2 separate regions of the Mus musculus genome follow, and region 1 is linked to region 2. A link is a contact called in public Hi-C data. All regions are on one chromosome and are shown on one strand. The core of a region is the stretch at or near the end of the contact, and the rest is flanking DNA. Distances in the headings are between cores, read along the strand shown.

The links. A called contact is a pair of places that touch in the nucleus more often than the background predicts.
Region 1: a Hi-C map of liver shows a contact between it and region 2, with 1.9 times the contacts expected there. The contact joins the promoter of Agt here to the enhancer-like site in region 2. A contact is called at or near these places in 3 of 39 promoter capture datasets (HPC-7-derived erythroid cells and liver), 1 of 484 Hi-C or Micro-C datasets (liver) and 1 of 9 other capture datasets (liver).

Annotation. Positions count from the first base shown.
Region 1 is chr8:124,563,644-124,571,503 of GRCm38.p6, reverse strand. Agt (angiotensinogen (serpin peptidase inhibitor, clade A, member 8)) reads left to right here and starts at 1,798. Exons shown (of 5, transcript NM_007428.4): 1 at 1,798-1,828; 2 at 6,923-7,781. The coding sequence starts at 6,953.
Region 2 is chr8:123,816,978-123,823,906 of GRCm38.p6, reverse strand. It overlaps Rab4a (RAB4A, member RAS oncogene family), which reads right to left. Exons shown (of 8, transcript NM_009003.3): 2 at 13-93. Among named protein-coding and RNA genes, the nearest start is that of Gm51601, 14 kb to the left of the region's middle. Within about 2 kb of position 2,951, at least 20 of the 459 cell types and tissues checked have an H3K27ac peak or open chromatin away from gene starts, as enhancers often do. A contact at or near this core is called in liver, where this site is marked.

The DNA.
Region 1 (7,860 bases), core at 549-3,048, 750 kb before region 2:
CTGGGGAACACAAGACAAAGGATAATCCTACTTGTGGATGGATGCAAGGCTAAGGGAAATTCCTGGTCATAAAGAGGTTGGGAAGACACCGTGGAGGAATGGGAAAGACTTAGTGTGAGCTAGCACATGCTTGTGTGGCGAGGGAAGCCAGCCATGGAGACCCTAGGATGCAGACGGAGGAAGCTCTGCATCTCTCTCACACTCTTTCCTAGATAGTGAAGGAACAGGGGGCCGTGGGGGGGGGACTTCAGGCCAGTCAGTTAACCCCCTCAGAGCAGGCGGAGTCTATACAGCCAGCCTGGCCCAAGAGCCCTGTTGTCTGACTTGCCGCTGCAGGGGTACTTGCTCCAGGTGGAGTAACTGAGCCTGTTCTCCGTGTGGACTGGGATGGACTGATGACCAGCCAGTAAAGACTGCCACAGAGGAGGCTTGTGCTCAGACAGCCTTAGTAGCAAGGGTTAACCACGCTCAGTAGCCTTCATCTACTGGACATCTCACAGAGGACAAAAAAGATGTTCAGTGAGCTGAAGAATCCAGTCTTCTGGTCTCAGAGCCCGAGAGGAAAGATCTTTCTATCACTATATTCATGAGCTCTACTCTTGTGTCCTCAGCACAGGGCTCCCTGCTGAACCCCAAAGCTACTAAGGCATCCACACACTCCTCGGGGAAATCTGTGCACCACTGGCCTTTCCTAAGCTCTTACTCCCTGCATACCCCTTGGGCTGCTGGCATCCTCTTCCTTAATCCCGAGTGCAGACCGTCACTCTACAGCCCTGCCTCCTACAGCTGGTCTCCCACTGAGATCTCTGGTAGTTATTTTATGTCTGTGCCCAGAGAAGGTTGCTCTTCAGAGCCCATCTCAAACACCATCAAGTCCTGCATGGTGCATCTGTCTTCTAAGCCAGCGACTGCTCTGCCCACTCTCTCTTTCCACCTCTACTCTCCCATGCCACTTTTAGGTGAAGGCAGGTTGTGCCTGTGTCCACATGGCCAAGAGATTGCTTGAAGTTGTGGATGCGATGCAAGCTAGTCGCCACCCATGGTAGCCTGCAGGTGGGACTGTCTGCCAGGCCTACTCCTGCTGTCTTCTCAGATCCCACCCTTCCCTGGTGTCCACCAGTCTCATCCCTTAAACTTTCACAACCATTCTCCACCCTCAAGGGAGGCGCTCCAAAACCTCCAACCTCCAAAACTGCTGCTTTCCGTCCATGAGCCCAGAACATTTTGTTTCAATATGGCTCTACCACAGTCAGAATTTCCCAGCCTAATCAGGTGTGCTAGAAGTTCCGGAAGGCGCTTCCTACTGGTGATGTGTGTCCTCAGCCCACTGGAAGCCCCTGTACAGAACAGGCAACTAACGTAACTACAAATGTCCAAGGTCGTCCACCCTGAGAGCAGCTGGTGACGTGAGGTTCAGCTCCTGCAAGTGAGCCCCCTTCCTGGCATGCCCAGAGAGGCTTACGAGTGCATCACGAGGGGGCTTTCATCCCAAGGTCTGCATGGCTGGCTTCAGGTTGTCACAACCCACTCAATCCTGTGACTGTGGTCCTGGCTCCAGGGAACTGGGGTAAATGTGTAACCCAAGGCCAGCCTATTTTTGCATGAGGCTCATCTGCCAGTAGGGCTTCCTGGAAGGGGCCCAGAGGAACATCACCCTGGCCCTGATCCATCTTGGTCAAGCCTGGATTCTCATGGTTCCCTGATCTGGGTCCTCCCCCAGCCTCTGTACAGAGTAGCCCAGGAATAGATCCATCTCCACCCCTTGAGTATAAATAAGCCTGCTTGGCTCACCAGGGGATAGCTGTGCTTGTCTAGGTTGGCGCTGAAGGTAAGCAGAGCACTCTTGTCTTGGTTCTTTCATGGGATCTGGCCAGGCAGGAGCTGAGCTGTGGGTGGGAAGAGGAGGCCGGGACTGGGCAGAGACACTGGGAAGGGCTGGATGGCATTTTTTCTGGAGTGAGAAGTCTGTGGTAGCAGGCGCTTCAGGAGATGTGAGCACTGACTGCTTCTCCTATTCCGAAAGGCTAGATGTCCAGGTAAACTGTCCCCTGTGGGTCACCAAACTGGGCTCACTGGGAACTGATGGTCTTTCATTAGGGGATGGCCAGGTCCTTTTGCCTCCTGTGAGTCCAGATGGGTCCTCAAAAGCAGAGAGACTCTCACAGGGTCAGCACTAGGGTGGCCAAGTCCCCTGGACCTCCTCCAGCCTGAAGGGAGAACAAGGCTTCATTGTTCAGACTGCAAGAAGCAGGAAGGGACAAGTCACGTGACATCTCTATCCAGGCTCAATGCTGTGGTCTGTGTCTTGTGGCTCCTCACCATGTCCTGTAGGGCCTCAACTTACCCCTCTGTGAACAGGCTTCATCACAGTTCTGAGGTTCTCTAGGGCTGGGGATAAGTTAGGAGCATCCAGTAACATGGAAGTACTTTGAAAAGTTAGCTCCTTCTTTATTCTTAGTGTGGTGTGTGTGTGTGTGCCGTGTTGTGTATGTGCATATTATTTATTTATTTACTTCTGGTTTCTGAGACAGGGTTTCTCTGTTGTAGTCTTTGCTGTCCTAGAACTCACTCTGTAAAGCGTGCAGGCCTCAGATTCAGAGATATGTCTGCCCCTTTTTTTTTTTTTTTTTTTGGAAGACAGGGTCTTACTGTGTAGCTCTGGTTGTCCTAGAACTCACTAAATTCTGTCTGCCTCAACCTCTTGATTGTATCACCATACCCAGCCCAAGGTATATATGTATTTATGTGAATGTGACATATGTGTGTATGACGTGTGTATTTATGTACATATGTATGTATGTATGTATGTATGTATGTATGTATGTATGTATGTATGTGTATATATGAAGTGTAGGGGAGGAGCATGGAGACATAGGAGCCATGAACACAGATAGAGACTAGAGGAGGATACCAGGTGTCCTGCCAGCTACTGTCCTCCTTAGTCCCTTGAGACAGGGTCCCTTCCTGAAGCTGGGGCTAGACTGGCAGCCAGGAAGCCCTGGAGATCATCCTGTCTCCTCGCTCCACCTCTCTGGAGTTAGGGGAGTATGTGGTTGTGACTGGTCTTTCACAAGGGGTCAGGGGACGAGAACCCGGATTTTCATATTTATGCAACAACGTGTTCTTGCGTGCTGAACCTGCCCTAGGCTCCTCAGTTCCTTATTTCTTTTAAGAGGCAATATGTGTCATGTCTAGATGCCACTCATGGATTCAAGTGTTAGGGCTGAGTCCCAGCTGTGTGACCTGGTGCAGGTCACAAGACTTGTCTGTTCCTGTACAAATGGCACTGATGATTCTACAGCTATCCCTGGATGACCTTAGGAAGGTGGGCTAACCTGTGGCACTCAGGTACCTGTGGGAGGCAGACCAGTGGGGCACATAGTAAATACATCGATACAGGATATAGGGTGCTTCTGGTGGCTATGAGGTACAGAGGAGGTGAGAGAGAGGTGTGGGGAGCCTGAGGTAGACTTTGAGTGGTGAAGATGAACTATTGACAGAAGACAGCACTGGAATGCACCCTGATAATGACAGGACAGGCAACATAGCCCTGAGAAGCCACAAGACAGGGACACAGAGAGGCAGCTGGTGGGGAGGGAATAGAAGTGTGTGTGTGGGGGTGAGATCTCCTATGTCCTCAAGATTTGCTGCAATCACACTTAGGGTGAACTTGACTGACAGCAGCTTACAGCTAAGAACAAACAGTCACTTGTGCCTAAGGACAGTAGTGACGCGTTTCCTGGGACAGCAGCCATGGCACTACCTTCTGGACAGAGGCCGTTCATAGGAACAGCAGTCTAGGAAACATTGTGTTCACCCCCACAGCTCATCCAGTGGCCTGGGCACCTGAGGCAGGTCCTGACCCTACTGTGTTGGATTATAAAGCAAGGAAAGGCCAGTGAGTACAGGCAGAGCTCTCTACTCTGCTTTCCCAAACCTCTAAACTTTCTTTAAGAATGATGGGTGAAGCCAGATGTGTGTGTCAAAAGGATGAAGCACTAGACAGTCAGAAGCCAAAGGTTCTCAGACCAGTGGGATGACCAGAGCAGAGCAAAGAGCACCTTGTCTGTCTGTGGAGGATATTCTATGTGCAGCCTCGGCAAGCACGGGAATATGGGAGTCCAGGGTGACCTTGGAGCTTTGCAACTCCATAGTGACATTCTGAGATCATTAACTTATGAAGAGAAAGGTTTGTCTTGGCTCATGGTACTGGAATTGCAGGTCAAATTCAGGTAGACTGTTGCTCGGGACTTCTGGGGTGTTGGCTGACAATGGCAATGACATCTGGTAAAACGAGCTGCTTCCAATGTAGCTAGGAAGCAAAAGCAACGAAGAAGGAAAGACACAGGTCCTGCGACCCCTCTTAATGGCATGCCCCCAGTGGCCTTGGGCCCCCACTAGGACCTACACCTTAAATGTCTGCAGCACCTTCAACAGAACAATACGGACATTAAGATCCTCACCTAGGGACCTTGCAGGTGGTTTGGTGGAGGGTTGTACATGGAAAGGTGAAGCAGCAGAAAGGAAGGGTCAAGGTGACCTCAGTCAGGGTTGAGGTGCCAAGGCTCACAGTGGTGGCCACAGTGAGGTAAGGGGTTGGAAGCCACATGCCAGGCTGGTTCCTATAGAAGCAAGCGCACATGGTCTGCTTGGTCAGAACTGAAGGATGGATAGAACTCACCTTCCCACACTAGGACCAGAGGAATAAGAGGTAGGCTTTGCAGAGTCAGCTCAGGAGCCTTCCTCTGGGATCCAAGGCTAAGTCTATGTACTGTGGGTGGTATCTGAGGCTGGGAAAGGCTATCCAGCTCAATGGACCACCCCATCCCCTGGTCCATGACTGGCCAGAGCCCCAAGCCCTTCCTGTACCTCATAGCCATCTGGGTGAATCAATTCCTTGCCTTACCATAGACCACTGAAACCAACCGTGGGTGAGCAGGCTGGGCAGATGAACCAATTATAGAGTCTTCTTTAGCTGCTGTGTGGGATCCAGCCTGCCTGGAGCATATCTGAAGGACCTGGGCTTGGGCAAGGCCTTTGGCTCTCAATTATGGCTGCAGGCTAGGATCTCATGGACACTAAAATCAACCCTAGGGCACACCCACGTGGGTACAAAGGCTCCACAAAACCCAGTGGGCCATCCACATGTCCTCCAGGAATAAACTCTTAGCCTTTGTCACTTGTATGCCTGGTTCTACCAGGACTGTGCCACAGCCTAGTATGATAGATAACAAGAGAACCTCCAGAAACCCAAAGCAAGGCATGGTCAGAGCCAAGTTCTCCTGGGGCCTCTCTCTGCCTTTGTCTTGCAAATTCCCTCCTCTCCCTGTGACTCTAATAGATTTCTCTTCCTGTACCCTGATATCCTCGTGTGTGTGTGTGTGTGTGTGTGTGTGTGTGTGTGTGTGTGTGTGTGCGCATATGTGTGTTCTCATGTGTATAGTGACTGGATGACAACCTTTCATGTCGTGTCAAAATGGTGTTCATCTCCTTTGAGACAGGCTAGAGAGAACCCTAGGGAGTCAAGCCCCAGGAATCTACCTGTCTCCAGTGCCTGAGCTCTGAGGTTACATGCATATGCTATTGCACCTAGTATTTTTTTAAGATTTATTTATTTATTTATTTACTTATTTATTTATTATATAAGTGCACTGTAGCTATCTTCAGACACACCAGAAGAGGGCATCAGATCTCATTACAGATGGTTGTGAACCACCATGTGGTTGCTGGGATTTGAACTCAGGACCTCTGGAAGAGCAGTCAGTGCTCTTAACCGCTGAGCCATCTCTCCAGCCCCCACACCTAGTGTTTTTGCACGGGTTCTGAGGATCCAGGTCAGGCCCTCAAGCTTGCAATAGAAACACTTCGCCAACTGATCTGTAGCCCTGTCCCTTGCTGCTCTCTGTGTATAAGAATGCCAGCCAATTTGCATCGGAGCCCACTGGGGAGGGCTCGTTTTACCTTGTCTTTAAAGGTGCTATTGCCAAATACAGTCACATTCTGATGAATGTGGTGGAGCAGGCCTGGAATTCCAGCTATGGCAGAGGCTGAAGCAGGAGGGTTACAAGCTCATATAATATAGTGATTTCAAGGTTAAGCAGGGCGATTTACTGGACTTTGTCTTACAATAAAAAGTCAAAAGAGAACTAGAGATGTAACTCGTTGATAGAATGCTTTCCAAGCATGCACGAGAGCCTGGGTCAATCCCTAGCCCACTTAGAAACTACAAGTGGTGGGGTGCACCTGTAATGCGGGAGGTGGAGGCAGGAGGATTAGAACTCCAAGCCATCCTACTCTATACATGGTGAGTTCAAGACCAGCTGGGGCTGCATGAACCTTGTCTGGAGTGGGCTGTAATGGTACAGCACCTACCTAGCAACTCAAGAAGCCTCGGACTCCATCGTCAGACAGGCACACCGCAGGGCCCTGGAGGTGGGAATGTTAGCAAGGAGATCTGGGAGCAGTTCAGTGGATGAGTGTGCTTTCCACCCGGAACATCCTGGGTTCCCACGGATCTCTGACTGCTCTCCTTCTCCTGACTGGCCCCCGCTGTAGGTGCCGTCTCCTGGGCTATCTACAGCAGCCGCGCTTTTGGCTTTGAGTGAGTTCTTAAGTACATAGCAAACAAAAGCAGAAACAGACCGCAAGGGATGGCTAGAAGCGCCAGACACATGGCAAACATCAGATCAGGCTCTGAAGACACCCAGCAGAGACCGACTGTACAAACACACGTGCACACCCTGGAATGGGATGAAGAAAAGTCAGCCTGACTCCCAAAGCCAGTAGCTCAGAGAGTGTGAACAGCACATGGCTATTTAGCCACAGGATGTACATTATAGCCACTGGGAATACCAGGGTAGCTAAAGGTTTGGCTTCAGGGCTCTAAATAATCTCTTGTCACTCTCGAAAAATGTTTTTCCAGGATACACAGAAGCAAATGCACAGATCGGAGATGACTCCCACGGGGGCAGGCCTGAAGGCCACCATCTTCTGCATCTTGACCTGGGTCAGCCTGACGGCTGGGGACCGCGTATACATCCACCCCTTCCATCTCCTTTACCACAACAAGAGCACCTGCGCCCAGCTGGAGAACCCCAGTGTGGAGACACTCCCAGAGTCAACGTTCGAGCCTGTGCCCATTCAGGCCAAGACCTCCCCTGTGAATGAGAAGACCCTGCATGATCAGCTCGTGCTGGCCGCCGAGAAGCTAGAGGATGAGGACCGGAAGCGGGCTGCCCAGGTCGCAATGATCGCCAACTTCGTGGGCTTCCGCATGTACAAGATGCTGAATGAGGCAGGAAGTGGGGCCAGTGGGGCCATCCTCTCACCACCAGCTCTCTTTGGCACCCTGGTCTCTTTCTACCTTGGATCCTTAGATCCCACGGCCAGCCAGCTGCAGACGCTGCTGGATGTCCCTGTGAAGGAGGGAGACTGCACCTCCCGACTAGATGGACACAAGGTCCTCGCTGCCCTGCGGGCCATTCAGGGCTTGCTGGTCACCCAGGGTGGGAGCAGCAGCCAGACACCCCTGCTACAGTCCATTGTGGTGGGGCTCTTCACTGCTCCAGGCTTTCGTCTAAAGCACTCATTTGTTCAGAGCCTGGCTCTCTTTACCCCTGCCCTCTTCCCACGCTCTCTGGATTTATCCACTGACCCAGTTCTTGCCACTGAGAAAATCAACAGGTTCATAAAGGCTGTGACAGGGTGGAAGATGAACTTGCCACTGGAGGGGGTCAGTACAGACAGCACCCTACTTTTCAACACCTACGTTCACTTCCAAGGTGAGGCAAACACTTGGGTCACTGGTCCTGGTTGTACCAGAGGCAGCACTGGGTTTCCATGACATCCCCATGGGTCATG
Region 2 (6,929 bases), core at 1,702-4,201:
GGTGTTACTCACATTTCTTTTCAATGAACTGATGAAGCAAGCAAGATTTGCCAGTTCCCGCATTTCCGATGACCAAGAATTTAAACAAGAAATCTGAAAGGCAAAGAAAAGATAAGAAATAACTTTAAAGGGAGCCACGAATGCATTCGTAAACTATGGTGAAGTGGCAGTTGCTGATATGATAAAAGAGGTAACTGAGTCTTCTGTGGAGACGCCCGTTGCCTTTCCTTATTTACCGGTTTCACGTCCCTGTGCTTCTGATAAGCTCAGAGCTCCTTCAAACAGTTCCTTTGATAACTTCTTCATGAATGTGATGTTTAAAAATTAACTGTGACAATGAATAAAACTGGTCCCTGCTAGCCACTACGAACACGCATTCTCAGCTGCAAGCATAATCAGCCTAGAGATGGAAGCCTGCTTCTTCCCTCTCTACACGTTTACGTGTGAGTTCTCGGACGCGTGGCTGAGTGTCACTTCATCCCTTGGCTGTGGTTCCTGGAAAGCAGCTGAGGTCAAGTTCAGGCTGCATGCCCACTACTCAATACAGACAGGGTCATTTAGTGGTCTGCCTAAATGTCTGTGCACCACGTGTGTGCAGTACCTGCAGAAGTCAGAAGAGGGCACCAGATCCCTCTGGAGCTGGCGTTACAGATGGTTGTGAGCTGCTGTGTAGAAGCTGGAAATCAAACCCCAGTCCTCAGCGAGAGCAGCCAATGCTCTTACGCTCTGAGACAGTGGTTCTCAGCCTTCCTAATGCTGCAGTCCTATAGTGCGGTTCCTCCTGTTATGGGGACCCCCAACCATAAAATTATTTTCATTGCTACTTTATAACTGTGATTTTGCTACTGTTATGAAAAGTAATATAAATATTTGATGTGACCCTGTGAAAGAGTCAATGGACCCCCAGAGGGACAGAGACCCACAGGGTAAGAACCACTGCTCAGATACATCTCCAGCTCCTGAGATTTATTTTTTTATTATATATATATATGTGAGTACACTGTTGCTGTCTTCAGACACACCGGAAGAGGGCATCAGATCCCCATTACAGATGGTTGTGAGCCACCATGTGGTTGCTGGGAATTGAACTCAGGACCCCTGAAGAGCAACCAGTGTTCTTAACTGCTAAGTCATCTCTCCAGCCCCTGGGGTATTCTTTTTACAGGACTGGAATAAAAGATTTCCAAGATGGAATTTGTTAATTACATAGTTTCAGAAAGTCAGGGTTGAAAACTTTCATTGTAGCAGAGGCTGGCCTTGAACTCTTGATTCTCCTGCCTCTGTCTCCTAAGTACACCATTATAAGTGTGCCAACATCCCCAGCACTTCAACTCCTCCCTCCCCCCTCCCTCCCTCCCTCCCTCCCTCTCTCTATTCATCCATCCCCTACTCTAAGACAGGACCTCACGATGTAGACCAGGCTGGCCTCAAATTCCCAATGATCTGCCTGCCTCTACCTCCCAAGTGCTGAGATTAAAGACGTGTTAGGTAGCTTGTGGTCTGTTTTTGATACAGAATCTTGCTATATCGTTCTAGCTGGCCTGGACCTTGCTCTGTAGAGCAGGTTGGCTTCAACTCAGATATCTGCCTGTTCACATGAGACCTGGGATTAAAGGCACTTACCACCTTGTCCAAACAATTGCTATCTCTTTAGTAAGAACTCTAGTTCTGCATGGCTGGGAGCTGCACATCATTGGATCCTTGTTCCAGAAGTAACCCTAATCTGCTGCAAGCCCCTCCCTGCCCAGAACTGCTCTGTATTCCTCTCTCCAGAGCACATCCTCTTCCAAATGGGACCACGTACTGATGACCCTAGCCATGCCTGCTCTCCTGCATTCAGCTGAGACAGCTGCTAGTTTTTGACATGGCCCTGCCACCAGTTTCTAGAACTATAACCATCACTCAGAGATTACGTCTATTTGGTCTCCAATGATGTCCAAATGGTTGCAGAAAACCATGGGATAGTTCATTAGAACAATTTTAGCCTCTCACCATATGTTTTTAAAGCATGACATGGAGATTTCGCTCTTCTTTCTACCCGAGTGCTTTTCTCTTAATAATTATGTATAAAATGTATATTAAAGTATCTTTTAACAGACTTTAATTCTGCTTCAAAAACAAGTTATAGTAAGGGCTGGAGAAGTGACTTATTGGTTAAGAGCACTGGCTGTGTTTGCAGAGGACCAAGGTTTGTTTTCCAGCATGCACATGGCAGTTTACAACCATCCGTAACTCCAGTTCCAAGGGATCCAGCATCCTCATCTGGCCTCCGAGGCATCAGGTGTACAGACAGTGTGCACTTACATATACACAGGCAAGACACACATATAAGATGAAAATAACTAAGCTTAGTGTATCTATACAATGTGTCCACATGGTGTGTCTATACAATGTGTTCATGCAGTGTGTCCATATGATGAGTCTATGAAATGTGTCCATACAATGGAATGGAACTTTGCCTTAAGAAGGAACATGTTTCTAACTTGCTATACCAGATGACCTTTAGGACATAAGTGACATAAACCAGTCATACAATGACAAATACTGATGATTCTATTTACGTGAGGCCCTTACAGTAGATGGAAAGTGGAGTGAGGGTTTCCAGGGCCTGGCTGGGATAGAAATGAGAACTTCATTTCATGGCATGAGCATCAGTTTGGAAACATGAGAGTTCTAGAGATGTGCGGTGGTCACCTCTGTATTAAGAAGTGTGAGTGTACTTTAACACCACTGAAATGTATATACAAAATTTCAGTCTTTATAGTATACATATGAAATATGTGATGTGTACGTACGAATGCAGATATACTTGTGCCATGACACACATTGTGGAGGTCAAAGGACAGTCTTGGGTGCTGGCTCTTGCATTTTATTTTGTTTGAGACAGGGTTGGTTTTTATCTAACGCAGCATGTGTCAGGCCAGCTGGCTTGAGAACTAGTGATTCTCCCTCCTATCTTCACCTCCCATCTCCATGTAGGAACACCAGGATCCAGACGTGTGTTACACTACTACACTCAGCTTTTACGTGAGCTTGGAGGAATCGCACTTGGGTTCTCCTGGAGGCAGGGGTGGAGAGGAGGGAGAGAGAGAAAGAGAGGAAGGAGAGAGTGTGTGTATTCCTATCCACAGGGGAAAAAAACAAAACAAGGAAAACCAAGCCTAATCATTCTCACCAAACAGCATTTTCACCCCAAGAAACTGAAGATGAGGTGGTTACGATCGCCAGGCTAAGGGAACTGGGATGCCTCGTCTTTGTTCAGCATTCTCCTCTCTTAGGAAATAAAGTTATATAAGATGTAAAGAGAACATTAAAAAAAAAAAAGAATCAAATGTTGGGTGTCTTGTTGCCTTGAGTGTGGTGGGAGAAGGCACAGAGGCTGGCGACATTCAGGCAGAGTTACTGTGACACTGAAGACTCCAGCACACAATCCCCGACTCTGGACCTTGGACTCACGTAGCTGAGCATGGACTTTGGTTCAGATTTGCTGAACTATCCTCCATAAACTACCGTCTGTACCAGACTGTACCATTGCCACGCCGGGCCAGAGGGGGACACATTAGTGTGCCGTGATGGAGAAAGGACGGGAAAGATACATGATCTCAATGCAAGAACACGGAAGCTCAGAAAGCTAAGAGATTATAAACAGAAAGCATTTTGTCTGAAATCACTTTGGCCAAATATCCAAGAATGGTAAGAGTGTTTAGGAAGCCAGGAGTAACGGTGCCTTGCTGGAACAGTGCAGGTGCAGCCTGGGGTGGGGCTGGGGTCTGGAGTACCCAGACAACTGGGAAACCCACTCGCTCCTCTCAGGAGGATGGGAACTGTCCCCTTGGAAAATGAATTATGAGCCAATACTGTAATTACTCTAGATAGTAAAGCCTGAGTCAGGAAGTCAACAATAAAAACCCCGAAAGCAATGCAGACTGCTTCGGAAGGACGACACCTTTACTAGAGACGCAGAGGTTCCCCCACCCCGACACACACACAGCCCTCTGAGATAAGTTTGCAACCAAAAACTACAAAACTCCTCCTGAGGACATTATGATAAGAGACATAAGCCAAACAATGATCCCGTTTGTGTGAAGTTCTTGGCGTTCACACACAGAGAACAGGGACACTGGGGTGGGGATGTACCTCAGTGCCTCACTGTTGTGCAGACCCCGCCTTCAGGCCCTGCCAAAGAGCAGCCTGGTAAGGGGCCATCAGGATGGCAAATAACATGAAGACACAGTGAAAAATGAAGGAACAGGAGGCTTGAGAGAACGGGTCGAATAGTCTAGATGGCCTGGGAAGAAAAATGATAACCACTGAACATAAGTTCTCTCAGAGCCTGGTGCTCCAGGCTTTTCACCCAGCTACTTGAGAGGATGAGGCAAGAGAATCACAAGTTCAAATCCAGCCTGGACAACTTTGTTTCATAATTAAAAACTGAGAGAAGAGGGCTGGGCATGTATCGTGGACTAGGTGGTAGCACATGCCTGCCATGTACAGGGGCCTGGAAAAACAACAATAAAATCAGTACTCAAGGCAGATCGAGGAACAGATGACAGGGAAGGGAGAATGAGTGGAGTGGAAACTGTAGGAAACTTACCAGCAGGCAACAAAGCGAGACACACACACACACACACACACACACACACACACCCTCATCACACCAAACCACCACCAACAAAACAAACACACAAGGGGACCCTGAAAGGTGAGGTGGACAAAGGGAAACCAAACATCTGTGAGAGAAAGTTAACACCAAAAGGCACAGTGACTGAGGTCTTTAGAACACTAACGTTAAAGGAATCAGCTGAGTATGATAATTCACAACTGGGCTCTCAGTACTTGGGAGGCAGAGGCAAGAGGGTCACTAAGAGTCCAAGGCTAGCCTGGGCTACAGTGTAAGACCCTGCTTCAAAACAAGGTGGCTCAGCAGAGAAAGGTGCTTCCTGTCTAAGCCTGATGGCCCAAGTCTAATCCTCGGAGTCCAGGTAAAGGTGCAAATACGGAAACACGTTATATGCCCTCCCCCCATGCATATACATGCATATACACATATACATGCATATACACACAGTGATGATAAACAGCAGCAACAACCAAAGAAATTGTCAGGATGAACATAACCTTGAACCATGGAGGGGAGTTGCTGCATGCATACCCGAGTACAAGGTGGACAGAGGGTGTGGTGCGGTCAGCAGGAAGGAAGACTCCCTCAGGGACATGGGGAGATCCTAGCTGCGAGGGCAGAGCCATGGCTGCAGCAGCTACTTACCCCAGTGTCCCTCTTCCTTCAAAAGTCACAAGTTTTTGGAGTCTGATAACATAGTTATGAGCAAGTACAACAGGCCTTCCTTCTTCTGGGCTCTAAACTACACATGGAGGCTTTAGGAAAATGGCAACTCGTGGGCTAGAGAGACGGCTCAGTGGTTAAGAGCACTGACTGTTCTTCCAGAGGTTCTGAGTTCAATTCCCAGCAACCACATGGTGGCTCACAACCACCTGAAATGAGATCTCATGCCCTCTTCTGATGTGTCTGAAGACAACTACAGTGTACTTATGTATAATAATAAATAAATCTTTGGGCTGACAAGAGCAAGCAGGGGATTAACCGGAATGAGCAGAGGTCCTAAAAATTTGATTCCCAACAACCATATGAAGGCTCACAACCATCTGTTCAGCTACAGTGTACTCATATACATAAAATAAATAAATCTTTAAAAAAAAGAAAGGAAAAGGGCAACTCTTCCTGATGTGATTGTAGAAATCCTACTAGAATGACTTAATGAGAAGCGGGGACGTTCAGGTGACTTAGTGAGAAGTGGGGATGTTCAGGAGATACAAAATGGTGCCTGGAGAGACGGCTGAGGGTTAAGAACACTTGCTCCTTCTGCAGAGGACCAGTGTTCAGTTCCTGGAACTCCTAAGGCCGGTAACAACCTTCTGGGGAATCCGATGCCCTCTTCTGGCCTCCAAAGGCACTGCACACATGTGCCACACAGCTGAATCCACAGGCAAGGGACATTAAGAGCAGGGGAAGGTAGGCAGATACACAGGAAAGCAAGGAAGGGGTCTACCGTTCACTTATCTAGTAAAATAATAACACCGTGCATCGGATGACGCTGTACATCTGACAATGACACTACACAGCGTATGACAGTGACACCGAGTACCACGATGCTGTGCCCGAGCAATCACCAAGAAGCTGTAAAGAGAACGGGATGGGACAGCCATCAGCACTCAGAGGTGGATGCAGCAAAATCAGGAATTTAAGGTCGCTTCAGCTATTTAAGGCTTTAGAAGCTAACCAGGGATCTGTGAGACCCTACCAACAACAACAATACATGAAACAACCTTCCCCCACCCACCCACCCACCCACCCACCCACCTACCGGCCAATCAACAGAAAGGAGGCAGAGAGCAGAGGGGTATGTTTGCTAATGTGGCAAGGGGTTGTGGAAGGAACAGCACAGGGGTTCTGAGATGAAGAATTTTATAGTTTATGAATATTTATTACATGGCTGGAGAGAAGAGAGAGCGAGTGAGAGAGAGAGAGAGAGAGAGACAGAGAGAGAGAGCTCTGTCCCCTCCCAAATCATGTCATGGTGGGATAAATTTCCATTCTCGGGGTATTTCCTTCCAGGATCCTCTTGAAAAATCCCACGGCTCTTACACTCACAGGTAATGCTGGTTTCTTCAGGGAGGAATTAGCTCGAAGGCAGGGAAGAGTCTGTATCCCAAAATAGGAATGCTAAAATGGGGCCTTGTGCTAAGCGTGCTTTTAACTTTCCATATGATAAATGTCAGATGGATGATGGGAAAGCTACCAAGCAATCAGCAGCCATGCGTAGACACAGCCACCCTTCCACGGAGCAGAAAAAGTCACAGCAGCCAGAGGACATGATACTCAGTGCCCCATCTCCTCCCCAGACCTCAGC